4 separate regions of the Mus musculus genome follow, and all the other regions are linked to region 4. Evidence: chromatin contacts called from public promoter capture Hi-C data. All regions are on one chromosome and are shown on one strand. Each heading gives the region's core, a stretch centred on a gene start, on an enhancer-like site or on the middle of the called end of the contact. The rest is flanking DNA. Distances are from core to core; before and after follow the strand shown.

Region 1 (2,858 bases), core at 12-2,511, 860 kb after region 4:
TAGGCTTTTGGTTTTTTTAAATTCGTATTCTGAGATTGAATTCAGGTCTTTACGCTTACAGTGCAAACATTTTACTAACTAATCCATCTTCCCAGCTCCAGACCCTTTCTAAAAAGTGTAAAACCAGCCAGGCATGGTGGTAAGTGCTACTGGTCCCAGTGGAGGCAGGCAGAGCTACATAGCAAGTTCCAGGGCAGCCAGGACTACATGGAGACCCTCTCTAAAAAAAAAAAAAAAAAAAATTAATTAATTTTTTTAAAATGTAAAAGCCAAGGTCTGGAAGGATGGCTCAGCCATTAAGAGCACTTGCTGGTCATTCGGGGACTGTAGTTTGGTTGCCAGCATCCCCTTTTGGCAGCTCTGGGGCATTTGAGACCTTTGTAGGCACACACACACACACACACACACACACACACACACACACATTCATCATCCACTTAAACAGACATACACACAAACACACTTTTAGAAAAGAGTGAAAGCTAGCCAGCTGCCTGTGGCATATGGTAGTAATCTCAGTGCTTGGGAGGATAAAGCAGGAGGATTGTGGCAAACTGGAGGTCAGTCAGGGCTATGTCGTGAATTCTAGGCCACAGTGAGACAGTTAAAAAAGGAAAAACCAAGAGGGGCGTGGTGGCACACGCCTGTAAGTCCTGCTTCGCAGAGGCTGGCTTATCTCTGCGAGTTCAACGCCAGTCTGGTCTACAGTAGAGTTTTAGGGCAGTCAAGGTTACAGAATAAAACCCTGCCTATAAACAAAACAAATGCAATTCAAGGTTTTGCAAAACTGCGCAAGTGAGAGAGGGCCTGGTGGGTGGAGTCCCCAGGAGAAAAGGCTCTGGCTTCCAGCCCGCAGGGCAGGGCAGGGCAGGGCGTCGGAGGTTTCCTGCAAACGCTACGCGGGGACAACTGAGAAGAGGATGTGTTTGGGAGCCCACTGCTCCTTCAGCAGGAGTCGGATCTTCTGGGCCCACTGAAGCCCTGCCTGGAACTCAGCGCGCGCGTGCGCCTCTGCACAGAATCCTAATTCTAACGCCACCGGAGAGGAGCAGCCTCCCTAGGTGCGGCCCCTCAAGTCCCAGCGCGCCCGCTCCGCCCACTGACGCCACACGTCCCGCCCTTTCCCCGCCCCCCGCAGGGCCGTGGCGGGTCAGCGGCCTCCCCATTGGCCTGGAGCTTCAGCAGGCGCGCTTGGGATTGACGGACGTTCGCGTCGCTCCCGCCTCCGATCCCGGCGCGGCGCGCGATTGGCTGTAGATGTGGGGAGTCTTCGGTCCCGGGCCTGGGCGGTGCGGACGAGGCCTGAGGCGGCGGCGCGAGGCAGGTGAGCTGCGGCCAGCGGGCTGTAGGGGACGAGTAGGCGGGTGGGCGCTGCGGACTCCTCTCGGGTACTAGGGACTGTCTCAGGGCGGGCCGGGATGTAGGTTGCAGGGATGGCCCCAAGTGGGAACCGCCAACTGGCCACGACGCGCGTGACGCCCTTCGCGTTGCCAGGCCGCGCGCGCCCCGGCGCCCTGAGTCCAGTTGTCTCGTGTGCCCGGGCACTCTGGTTCCCCTTCGCCCCGGACCCCTGCGTGTTGGGTTCCGGGGTCTCCTGCCACCCGTCGAGGCGCACCCACGCAGGCGCCATCCCCGGGGCGCTCCCTTCTGGGGCACAGGTGTTGTAGGTGCGGCGATGGGCGCGGGCCCGGTAGCGAGTCCCTGGCCTGCACACCCTGCCACCAGCTTGTTATCCCGTGTTAGTTGCCTTCGCCCCCAGCCCGGCACGCAGGACGGTACCAAAGCTGGCCCGCTGGAGCTTTTTTGGATGCAGCCGGGGGGACCCGATGCAGTCAGCCCGGCGAACTTTGGTGCTCCCCGCTGTGTAGAGTGAAGTGTAGTCCTGCGGTGTGCGCTTCGCGCCTCCTGGACCAAATACTAATTAGATTTTACCATTCCGTCCATTGCACCGGTGTCGAATTTTAACCTGACTGTTCATACATTTTAGATCTCTCCTAAGGTCTTTTCTTTTTTCTTTCTGCGTCCCAACCTCATGTTCCTTTTCGGTCCTTTGTTTGTGTCAGGAGACAGGGTCTCATTTACGTACTTCTGACTGTCTCGGCTGTGTAGACCAGGCTGGTCTCACAAAGATCCAGACTGTGTCTGCTTCCTAAGTGCTGGGGTAAAAGGGATGTGTGCAACTAAGCTGGCATCTTGAAACAGGTCCTCAGATAGCCCAGGCCCGCCTAGAATTGACTATATAGTAGAAGATGATCTTGAGTTCCTAACCCTCTTGCTTCCACGTACCTAGGATTAGATCACAGGTGTGCACAGCCCTGTGGGTCCAGCCCTGGGTATGTTCTTGAGCAGAGTTGCAGTAATTTCTGGTTCTTCTCTCTTTTGGTTTCCTCGGCCAGGCCAGTCTTGAACTCTTTGCTTTTTCGAGACAGGGTTTCTCTATACAGCTCTGGTGATCCTGGAACACCCAGAGATCCACCTGCCTCTGAACCCAAGTGCTGGGATTGAAGGCGTGTGCCACCACTGCCCGGCTCAGGCCGGCACTTTTATAGCGTGCAGGCTGTGGAGAACTCTACCCAGGCTGTGGGGACTGGGCATGAGTCTATGCTCTAGTCACCAGAGGGTCTGATAGGATCGTCTGCCCTACCTTTTTGGTCGTTAGGTTTTTGTTGGGGGTAGGTCTTTGGTAGCTCCAGCAGGCTCTTAGTTGCAATCTGGGTGCTGTGCTTCCAGCTCCCCAGTGCTGGGGTCACAGGTGTGTGGTCCCATGTCCTCACTGGAGAGTTGGGCCAGAGATTTGGAGAGGTACTTTTTATTTCCCGAAGGTTGGCGGCCTCAGTTTATTTATTTACCCTTTGTTT
Region 2 (3,094 bases), core at 449-2,948, 700 kb before region 4:
TCTCACAATCCTCGAGCTGCTTATTAGGATCTGCCCTGGCAGGGGTGGGAGGAAGGCCTGGGGGCGCCATCCACATATAGTCACCTGCTTCTCCTCCCCCCATGTGGACATAGTCATTCCTGACTCCCATGGTGATGTAGTTCCCGCCCAGATCTAGTCCCTTGTAGGAGTGTGTTGACCCCATCCTTTCCAGGGGCTTGAAGTAGTCCTGCTTTGCTCGCTCACTGGGGCTTCTTGCTTGTGCTGCCGATGCAGGGATTTCATATGGTGTCGGGGTAGGAGCTGCAGGAACACTCTTTGGAGGATTTCCCTGTGGCGGTGGCTCAGCTTTGCCAGCTGCATTGCTCCCCAGCCGCTTCATGGCAGCCAGGACTGTCTCATGAATGCTTTGGGCCACCACTGCATCAGGAGCCTGCAGCCAGAGCTCACCAGGACCAATGGGCGCTGAGCGCCCGAGTTCCAGGAAGAAAAAAGAGTCTGCGTGGCCACAGCGGCGCACACTGAGCAAGGACAAGCGCAGGACTGGTGGTGGCGTTGCCCGGCTGTCTCTGGAACCTTTGCTTCCAGGCTTTCGCAGGAGGCTCAGGGCCCCAGAACCCAGGCACAGGCGATAGCTGCCGCTGCTCAGGCCTTGTGCTCTCCCCAGCCCCTTGGACCGCAGTGTCACAGGCCAGACGTCCTGGAATGGGGCGAAGATCCAAGACTCAGGGGCCTCTTGGGGACTGAAACCTGGAGAGAATTGGCAAGTCACCGGGAGGCAGGGGTTGGGGTCACCGGGTCCCAGGTGACCAAGACGTTTTATACGTCTTTTTTTTTTTTTTTTTTTTAGCTTAAGATTTGAACCTCAGGCCGGGCGTGGTGGCGCACACCTTTAATTCCAGCACTTGGGAGGCGAATTTCTGAGTTCGAGGCCAGCCTGGTCTACAGAGTGAGTTCCAGGACAGCCAGGGCTACACAGAGAAACCCTGTCTCGAAAATAAAAAAGATTTAAACCTCAGTTGATCTGAGGGAAATGGGTTCAAGATAAACTAAGTCGGCAACCCCCTGACCTCCCCGTCGCTCACCCAAGGCTCACCCATAGCAGTAGCAGCAGCGGCTGCGGCGGTGGCGCGCACCTCGAGCAGGGCGCTGTACCATGCTTGCTGCTCTGCTTCGCTGGCCGCCGCCACGCCCAGGCTGCTGTCGCTGGTATAGATGACGATCAGGTGGCGCTGACGGGCATCCGCGCGCTTGCTAATAGTGCAGGCACCCTCCAGGCTAACGGTACGCCGGGGTCTAGGTGGGCGGCAGCCGCTGGCCAAGAACTTCTTCTCGCTCTCGTAGCACTCCAGGCGTGGTGGGTCAGCGCGCAGCACGAAAAAGCGGCGGCGCTGGGACTTCTGCTTCCTCAGATGGCCACAGAGCCGCACGTCGGGCAGGCAGGGCCAAGGAAACGGTGAGCCGAGGGACACGTCGGTGCACTCGCCCCCGGAGGAGACTGTGGGGCCCGTACCTGCAGGCTTCATTTCCAGCCAAAGACAGTAAACTGTCCCCAGAAGGACTGATTTGAATGGGTCTGGCCCCCTGAGCTACCACCCGCTTGGAACAAGTAGCCCTGGGAAACTGCAGCCGGCCTAGCTGCCCTGCATCTCTCCACGCCCTCTCCTGACTTGGAGTGAACAAGGAGCCTGTACACAGGAGTGCGTGTGTCCCAGTGGCCAGTGACACCAGGACTCCTAGGTCTAAGGGAGGCTGACCTAGCTGGGTCAGCCTCCTTGTTGGAATCTCCACCCCTTCAAGTTAACCCTCCCACGCCCGAGTGCAGGAATTTGAGTTTAGGATTCATAGGCTAGAGTAGGAGCCCTGCACCGCTGGGACCAAACTTTCACAGGGGCGGGGAGTGAGGGGGGGCATCTCTACCAATCAGCTGACTGGATGTGGGGGTGGAGGAGTACCGCCAGAGGCAGCCCGGGGCAATCTCGAAAGCCAGAAAGCCAGGGTGCAGAAGAAGCGGCTGTGGTTAGCAGTGATGGCACTAGTAATTAGAAGAGTGGCCTGGCCTAGCGGGCCATCCTGATAGCGGCAGTTCTCCAGGGAGGAGCCTCCGAACTGAGCCTCTAGTTGTATAGGTCCTCAGTGTTCTTTCCTTTCCTACCCAGAGATGATCTTTGTGTCTTTGCTTCTGAGCTATCTGAGTTTGGGTTGATGGATACCCCAGGATAGGAAAACCAAACTAGATTGGTCTCTGGTAACCAACCGCACCCCCACCCTCTCCAGATTCCCACGCATGCAAATGTCCACTGAAGGATGTGTGAAAGAGGACTTAGTCTCTCAGAGACACCTTCCTCAAAGTGCCCCTGACCACCAGCCAAATGCCAACTTGAACCTGATGGTGGCTGTGGTCACAGGAGCTGGGATCCTGTGGCAGACGTCCTGGTGAGCCCGTGTATCCTGAGAGGTTTGGGTGGGGCTGGAGATCATAGGCCACAAATGCACATGCTTATTGGAGGCTGGAAGACAACCTCTCGTATTCCTCAAGAGCGATCCCTCTTGTTTTTGAGACAGGCTCACTAGAACTTGTCTAGTAGGTTCGATTTGCAGGCCTGGAAGGCCTCAGGCCTATCATATGTCTGACTCCACTTCCCCTGCCTGAGGTTACAGTGCATGCTACCACACCCAGCTTGGAAAATAGTACGTGTGTTGTACAGGCTGTCCCCTGCATGTGGTCAGAGGTCAGCTTTTGGAAGTGGGTCCTCACCTTCTACCTTTTTTTGTTTGTTTGTTTTTGTTTTTTCGAGACAGGGTTTCTCTGTATCGCCCTGGCTGTCCTGGAACTCACTTTGTAGACCAGGCTGGCCTCGAACTCAGAAATCCGCCTGCCTCTGCCCCCCAAGTGCTGGGATCAAAGGCGTGCACCACCATGCCCGGCTAGCCTTCCACCTTTTTGAAGCAGGGACTCTCTCTGCTGCCGCACTGTGTACCCCAGGCATTTAAAGATAGTAGTGGCCATTATTTTTTTAGGCAGGGTTTCTCTGTAGCTCTGGCTGTCCTGGGACTCAGAGAGCTGCCTGCCTCTGCCTTCCGAGTCGTGTCCTGTTGTAGTCTTCTAGCTTGC
Region 3 (3,099 bases), core at 433-2,932, 810 kb after region 4:
CTCCCTGCAGAGAGACAAAGGCTATCCTGGCTGTCCTGCACATCCCCTTGTTCCCTACAAGACACTTCTCCTTCCCCTAAGAGGTCCCCTGGCCACAGACAAGCACCGTCAGCTTCAGCTGCCACGGCCGGCCACAACCCTCACATACTGGGATGCTGGGCTAAGATGAAGTTGGAAGGGCTGCTTCCCTGGGCTTGCCGTCTGCCCACCTAACATTCACAAAGCCTTTTCACGGCTTGCACATCTATGCCAAATTCCCCTTATGAGGATAGCAGCTAGCCCCAATATCTCAATCTTGACATCTGCAAAGATCCTACCTCCAGACACTCACACTCTGATGGACTAGGCTTAAGACTTTGACATACGAGTCCATGACACCTCTAACACCAAGCCTTTGCTTGGCCAGTCACCTCTCTTCACAACTCTTTTGCCACCCTAAGCAATTTTACATGGTTCCCCTAAAGCTTCCACGCCACATTCAAAACACCTAAGGGTTCACACCAATTTCCCACAAAACTAATGTCAACAACAAAAAAAGGCCAAATTTGTTACAAAACCCAACCCCTAACATTATAAGCCTGTTCTCAGATGTGACTCGTTTGGATGCCCAAGTCATGCAGCACTGAGTCAGGCCTAGGAAGTGCCCAGTGGGGGGTCCTGACCACTGACAATACCATCTCTGACCCCCTAAAAAAACACTTCCAGCCATCGAGCATACCTCATGTCTAAACTGAGGTCAGACCGTGTGGCAGATTCACACTTGACTTCTTCATGACCTCTGAGGAACCCAGTAAGGATCAGCCATATCTACACCATTAGAAAGAACCTCAGCTTAAGCTGCCCCTGAGGAAAGGAACCTGAAGGTGCAGGCTTGCAGAAGCTTGGCCACTCAGGCCAAGTTCCAGACTCAGGCACAGGACAGCCCCACTCTTGGCCTCGCCCCTAGCCATTTGCCACGCCCTAAGGCCTGCGTCCCACCTGTCAGCCCTTGTCTCAGGCACCTCAATCCTCACGCTTCACCTTACTCAGACCCCCACCCCTCCCTCGAGCTTTATGTCCCTTCCCCAAACCTGCACCCCACCTATTATTGAAACTTGTCAGCCAGCTGCGCGGCCCATGCCCCGCCCACCTACCCCCCCATCCAACCCACTACTCCTTGCCCCGCCTCCTTCCCGTAGACCCTTATTCTTCGCCCCGCCCACAAAACCAGGGCTCCGCCTGCCACCTCCTGCAATGCTCCCGAAGTCCACACCCCGCCTATTTGGTTCTTTCCCCTCCCATTATCCCTTATTCCCCTCTCTTTACACTAAGCCCCTACCCAAGAGGCCCGTGTCCCGCCTACCAACCCCCTCGTACCGCCCACTACCTCTTTCGCCCAAGGCCCTTGCCGAGCTTGCTGTCTTCTGCCTCGCCCTCAAGGTTCGCGCCCCACCCCAGACTCCCGGACCTAGCCAATTACACTTGCTTCTCTTAGCCTCTCTCGTCCTCCTGCCCGTCACTCCGCCCTCTAAGCCCTTTGCCCGCCCACTTCCCTGGCCCCGCCTCTCCCTTACTCCCTGCCCCTCCCCCAGCATCACTCCTAAGGGGCGCACACTCAGCCTCGAGCAACCCAGGCAGCCGGAAGTCTTGCCGTAAAGCGTGCTCGGACCATCGTACTAGCGCCGGTTCCCTTGGAGACAGGCAACGCGCTCAAGATGGCGGCGCCGGCGGAGGCGGAGGTGGCCGCGGCCCCGGGCTTAACCGAGGCGGCTGAAGCCGCGGAACTGACCCGCGCGCTAAGCCGCCTGCTACCGGGGCTGGAGACGGAAAGTAAGCTGGGGCGGCGGCGCGCTCTGGAGGCTCTGGAGCAGGTACTGGAAGAGGCGGTGCGGCCCGGCGCGGATTCCGCGGCCTTCCAGGGCCCCTGGGCCCGTCTGCTGCTGCCGCGCCTGCTGCGGCTTCTAAGCGATCCGGCCGAGGGCTGCCGCGCGCTGGCCGCTCACCTGCTCGACCTTGGCCTGCGCCGCGCCGCGCGGCCCCGCGACGCTCTGCCGCGTCTGCTGCCGGCGCTCAGCGCACGCCTGGCCCGACCTGAACTCGCGCGGCCGCCGCCGGAGCCCTGCGAGGAGCTGCGTCTCGCCCTCGTGCAGCTGCTCCACCTCGCCGTAGACCTGGGCGGCGCCGCGCTCGCGCCCCACCTGGACGACGCCGTGCGCGCCTTGCGGGCCGCGCTGCTCGACCCCTTCGCTGCGGTGCGCCGGGAGGGCTGCGAGTGCGCAGCCGCTCTGGCCCGTGCCACTCCGGGTGAGCGTCCTATCCGCTTCCCTGGTTACCTAGATGTCCAGAAACTGAACTAAAGTGGGCTGGTTCCTTCGTAAGGTCATTTCCGATGGGAGGGGGCACGAGACAAGAGATCTCACCATGTAGCCCTGGCTGGTGTCAAACATAACGCTGCTTCTACTTCAGCCTAAAGTGCTAGACTCTCAGACCTGTGTCACACCCATTTCATGATCATTTTTATGCTGGGTTATGGGACTCATGTGGGAAAGGACAACTCAACTCAGTTTCTTTACTCCAGTGTCTTCTCTGTCTCTGACACGGGTCACTAACTTCCTGGATGAAGGGAGGCTGCTTCTCGTTTATTTCTACCCTCTATCTACAGCCCTGCTTGATCAGGGCTTTTTCCCTTTTTTCCTTCTAGACTAGAGTTTGGAAAAGTTAAGAGGCCCTACCTAGTGTTTAAAGTCTTCCCGGGGGTAGGGGGGAGCCAACTTTGTGAAATAGGTGTATATATCCCTCCGGATGCCTGGAGCATAAGCAGCTCCCAGCACCATTGGAGAGAAAAAGTGGGAGCTGAGGCTAGCAGAGGCCAGAGGAAGGTTTGATGGTAGCCACAGAACAGGGCCCCATGCAGCTGTATCGCATAACCAGCAGCCTCCCTAATCCCACAGAGCACTTCCACATGCAATCGGAGTCCTTGATAGGCCCCCTGATGCAGACCATCTCCCACCAGCACTGGAAGGTCCGGGTAGCCGTTATCGAAGCCACGGGCACTGTGATCCAGTTTGGCAGTGGGAACTCGGTGGATGATGTCCTTTCCCACTTTGCTCAAAGACTCTT
Region 4 (2,897 bases), core at 48-2,547:
AAGAAAAAACAATTTGGTGGGGACAGTGACTGCCTCCATGACACAATTCATGGGCAAGGGCCAACCTGCCCTTGGGACTTCCCAATTCAATAAAGCAATATGTCACATAGCAATATGACACATGGGGGTGGGGAGAGTTAAGAACAGAAGCAGGTCTGAGAGAAACTTCAATGTTTTGGTTCCTAGAGAAATAAGGAAGAGCAAGCAAAGGAATGATCCGTGTGTTTTGAGGGTCACCTGGGCTGCTGCAGTGAAGCCAAGGTTGATGTGGGGTGATCAGCAAGCCAATTTGTTATTTTGCTCTTCCCAGCAGATGACATTAATAGGTAGATGGTGGTAAGGGAGGCAGAGAGAAATCAGTTGGTCAGAATGGGAGTCAGCAGGATGGAGATGAACAAACAGCTTCAGGGCTAAGCAGTTTGAAGTTAATGTGCTAACAAGCAGAGCTCTGAATGGGACAAGTGAAGACCACTCTTATTAGTGTTATGAAATATAAAATATAAATTGTGGTATAACATGGTAGGAGTAATACTTGGCAGGACAGTGCCGAGATGTTCCTCTGAGGAATCACACCATGCAGCATGCCTGTATAAAGATTTATTGTGGAGATGGGAGTGGGAACCTGGAAAGAGGTAGAGGCAGAGAAAGGATAGGACAGAGAAAGACAGGAAGAGAGAAAGAGAGCAAGAGAGGCCTGCCAGGAACACATGGGAACTGAGAGAGTGGGAAAGGGAGAAGTGGGGGTAGGGCTGTGAGCAGTCCTCTTTAGATGATGCTGCGCTGCCAGGCACCTGCCTCACACCGGGTGGGGCAGAGACAAGCTTTTGCTGGGTAGCCATTGGGCAGAATTGCCTGTTTCCAGGTGGACATGGGACAGGAGCTGGGAAGGGATGGTGAATTGCAGATTCAAACCAGGGACTACTAGTATGTAATACTGAGAACACACCTTGGGGTGTGCTGGGTCACTCAGGTTGGCTCCTGACTGCCTCCACAATGGCTTTCCTGATTTTAGGATCTTGCAATCTCCAGTTGTTCCATTCCCTGCCCCTTAGCTGTGTAGGGCTGAATGGGATAAGGGCTAAGTTCCTCAGGGGCAGCCATGGACCCTCCTCTCTCTGAGGCAAAGAGACGATTGACCTCAGCGACCTCTGCAGCTTTCCTCACTACTACTGCAGATCTAGGAAGTAGCAAGCAAAGCCTGGTACTGTAACTTTAAGAGGGACAACCCATTACCCTGAGTTCACTACCACTGAGGCCTGCAAAAAGGAAATAAGGCTAGGTTGTGGGAAGTTACCACAGTGCCTCTAACTGCTGACAATGTGAAAACCTCCAGCCATGAGAACAGGCAACACACAGGCTGCCCATGCAACAAATATGGGCCAGATGCAGACCCTGGTTCTATTCTCAACATTGCTGACCCTCTGTGTCTCTGAAGGTGAGTGGAGAGGCCAGAGCAGTGTAGGGCCATGGGGGTGGACAGTATGGACACACAGGCACTGACCTTCCTGTTTTCATTCCTCAGCAAGCCCTGAGGTGTGGGTGCAAGTCCAGATGGAGGCCACCAACCTCTCGTCTTTCTCAGTTCACTGTGGGGTCTTAGGATATAGCCTCATCTCCCTGGTAACAGTGAGCTGTGAAGGATTTGTTGACGCTGGAAGGACCAAACTAGCTGTGTTACATCCAGAATTTGGTACCCAGCAGTGGGCTCCTGCCAGGCAGGCCCACTGGGAAACCCCAAACAGCGTCTCTGTCACTCTGACCATGGGACAATCCAAAGCAAGAAGCTCTCTAGCCAACACCACATTCTGCTGCGAGTTTGTTACCTTTCCTCATGGTTCCAGGGTTGCCTGTAGAGACCTGCATAGATCAGATCCAGGTATGTCTGGGGAGAGGCGGGAGACGGGGAGGATCTTAACACTGGCTGCCCATCTGACACTTTTCTCTGTGTCTAGGACTCTCTGCCCCAACTCCAGCCCTCAATCTTCAAGCAGACCTGGTGAGGATCTTGGGAACCTCAGGAGTTTTCCTGTTTGGTTTCATCTTTATACTATGTCTCCGGTGGCAGCAGAGGCATTGGTGAGATTGGGTTCAGTAATATCCACACACCACTTGGTTAGGTGCCTTCTGCCCCTAACTCTGCCTCTTCTGTCTTACAGGTGTTTGAGTAAATCTCAGCCATCTCTCACTAGCACCCAGGCACAGGTGGAGACTCAGGTAAGGCTTGAAGGAGGATGTTTGGAGCAGGATACCAGGGGTCCACAGCTGGACAGGGACTTGGGGTCTTATCTGACTCTCCTTCATGCCCTACAGCCCACCAAGACCATCCCTGGCCACTGGGGTGGATCCACCATCCCAATACCTTCCCCAACCTCCAGCCACCCTGTTTAGCAGCTCTGTATGAGGCTGTAGTCCATTCTGACCAACACATGCCTCAGGGCACATTGCTCCCCACTAGTGACCCACACCAACCCCATGCCTGTCTCCTCAGCCTCCCCACTTGGCCTCTACACACAGCAGCTTCATCTCCATGGAGAATGGACTGTATGCTCTGGCATGAGTGAAACTTCCCCACACTCTTCCCAACTTCCACCGACTGTCTGGAGCACAGTACCCTGGAAAAATGCTTAGAAGTTCAATGACAGGTACCCTTGGTCCACTACAGGCCTTTGGAACATCTATCTACTGATGTCTTCAACCTGGGCACCAGGCTTCTTCATGAATCTTGCTCTATTCTTAAGCTTCTGATCAGTGTCATCAAACCCTGCTAGCCAGGATGTGGTTATTGAGTGTGCATAAATGGACACAAGTGTGAGCCGAAGAGTACGACAAAGGTTCAGTTACATCCTGTTTTTGCACACATTTCCAAACACCCAGATGATTTCTTTACCAATGTCCAT

What was found. Promoter capture Hi-C pulls out the DNA fragments that hold promoters and counts their contacts.
Region 1: a promoter capture Hi-C map of liver shows a contact between it and region 4, with 2.3 times the contacts expected there. The contact joins the promoter of Sun1 here to the promoter of Pvrig in region 4. A contact is called at or near these places in 1 of 39 promoter capture datasets (liver) and 1 of 115 datasets of contacts at active chromatin or transcription factors (bone marrow-derived macrophages).
Region 2: a contact with region 4 is called in a promoter capture Hi-C map of liver, with 3 times the contacts expected there. The contact joins the promoter of Irs3 here to the promoter of Pvrig in region 4. A contact is called at or near these places in 2 of 39 promoter capture datasets (both in liver).
Region 3: a promoter capture Hi-C map of liver shows a contact between it and region 4, with 4 times the contacts expected there. The contact joins the promoter of Dnaaf5 here to the promoter of Pvrig in region 4. A contact is called at or near these places in 2 of 39 promoter capture datasets (both in liver).

What each region holds. Positions count from the first base shown.
Region 1 is chr5:139,199,376-139,202,233 of GRCm38.p6, forward strand. It overlaps Sun1 (Sad1 and UNC84 domain containing 1), which reads left to right and starts at 1,262. Exons shown (of 23, transcript NM_024451.2): 1 at 1,262-1,324.
Region 2 is chr5:137,644,016-137,647,109 of GRCm38.p6, forward strand. It overlaps Irs3 (insulin receptor substrate 3), which reads right to left and starts at 1,699. Exons shown (of 2, transcript NM_010571.3): 1 at 1,076-1,699; 2 at 1-729. The coding sequence starts at 1,505.
Region 3 is chr5:139,148,553-139,151,651 of GRCm38.p6, forward strand. It overlaps Dnaaf5 (dynein, axonemal assembly factor 5), which reads left to right and starts at 1,683. Exons shown (of 13, transcript NM_001081265.2): 1 at 1,683-2,283; 2 at 2,931-3,099. The coding sequence starts at 1,695. It also overlaps a transcript of Prkar1b not described here.
Region 4 is chr5:138,340,634-138,343,530 of GRCm38.p6, forward strand. Pvrig (poliovirus receptor related immunoglobulin domain containing) reads left to right here and starts at 1,298. Exons shown (of 5, transcript NM_001378438.1): 1 at 1,298-1,435; 2 at 1,523-1,876; 3 at 1,953-2,076; 4 at 2,157-2,214. The coding sequence starts at 1,336.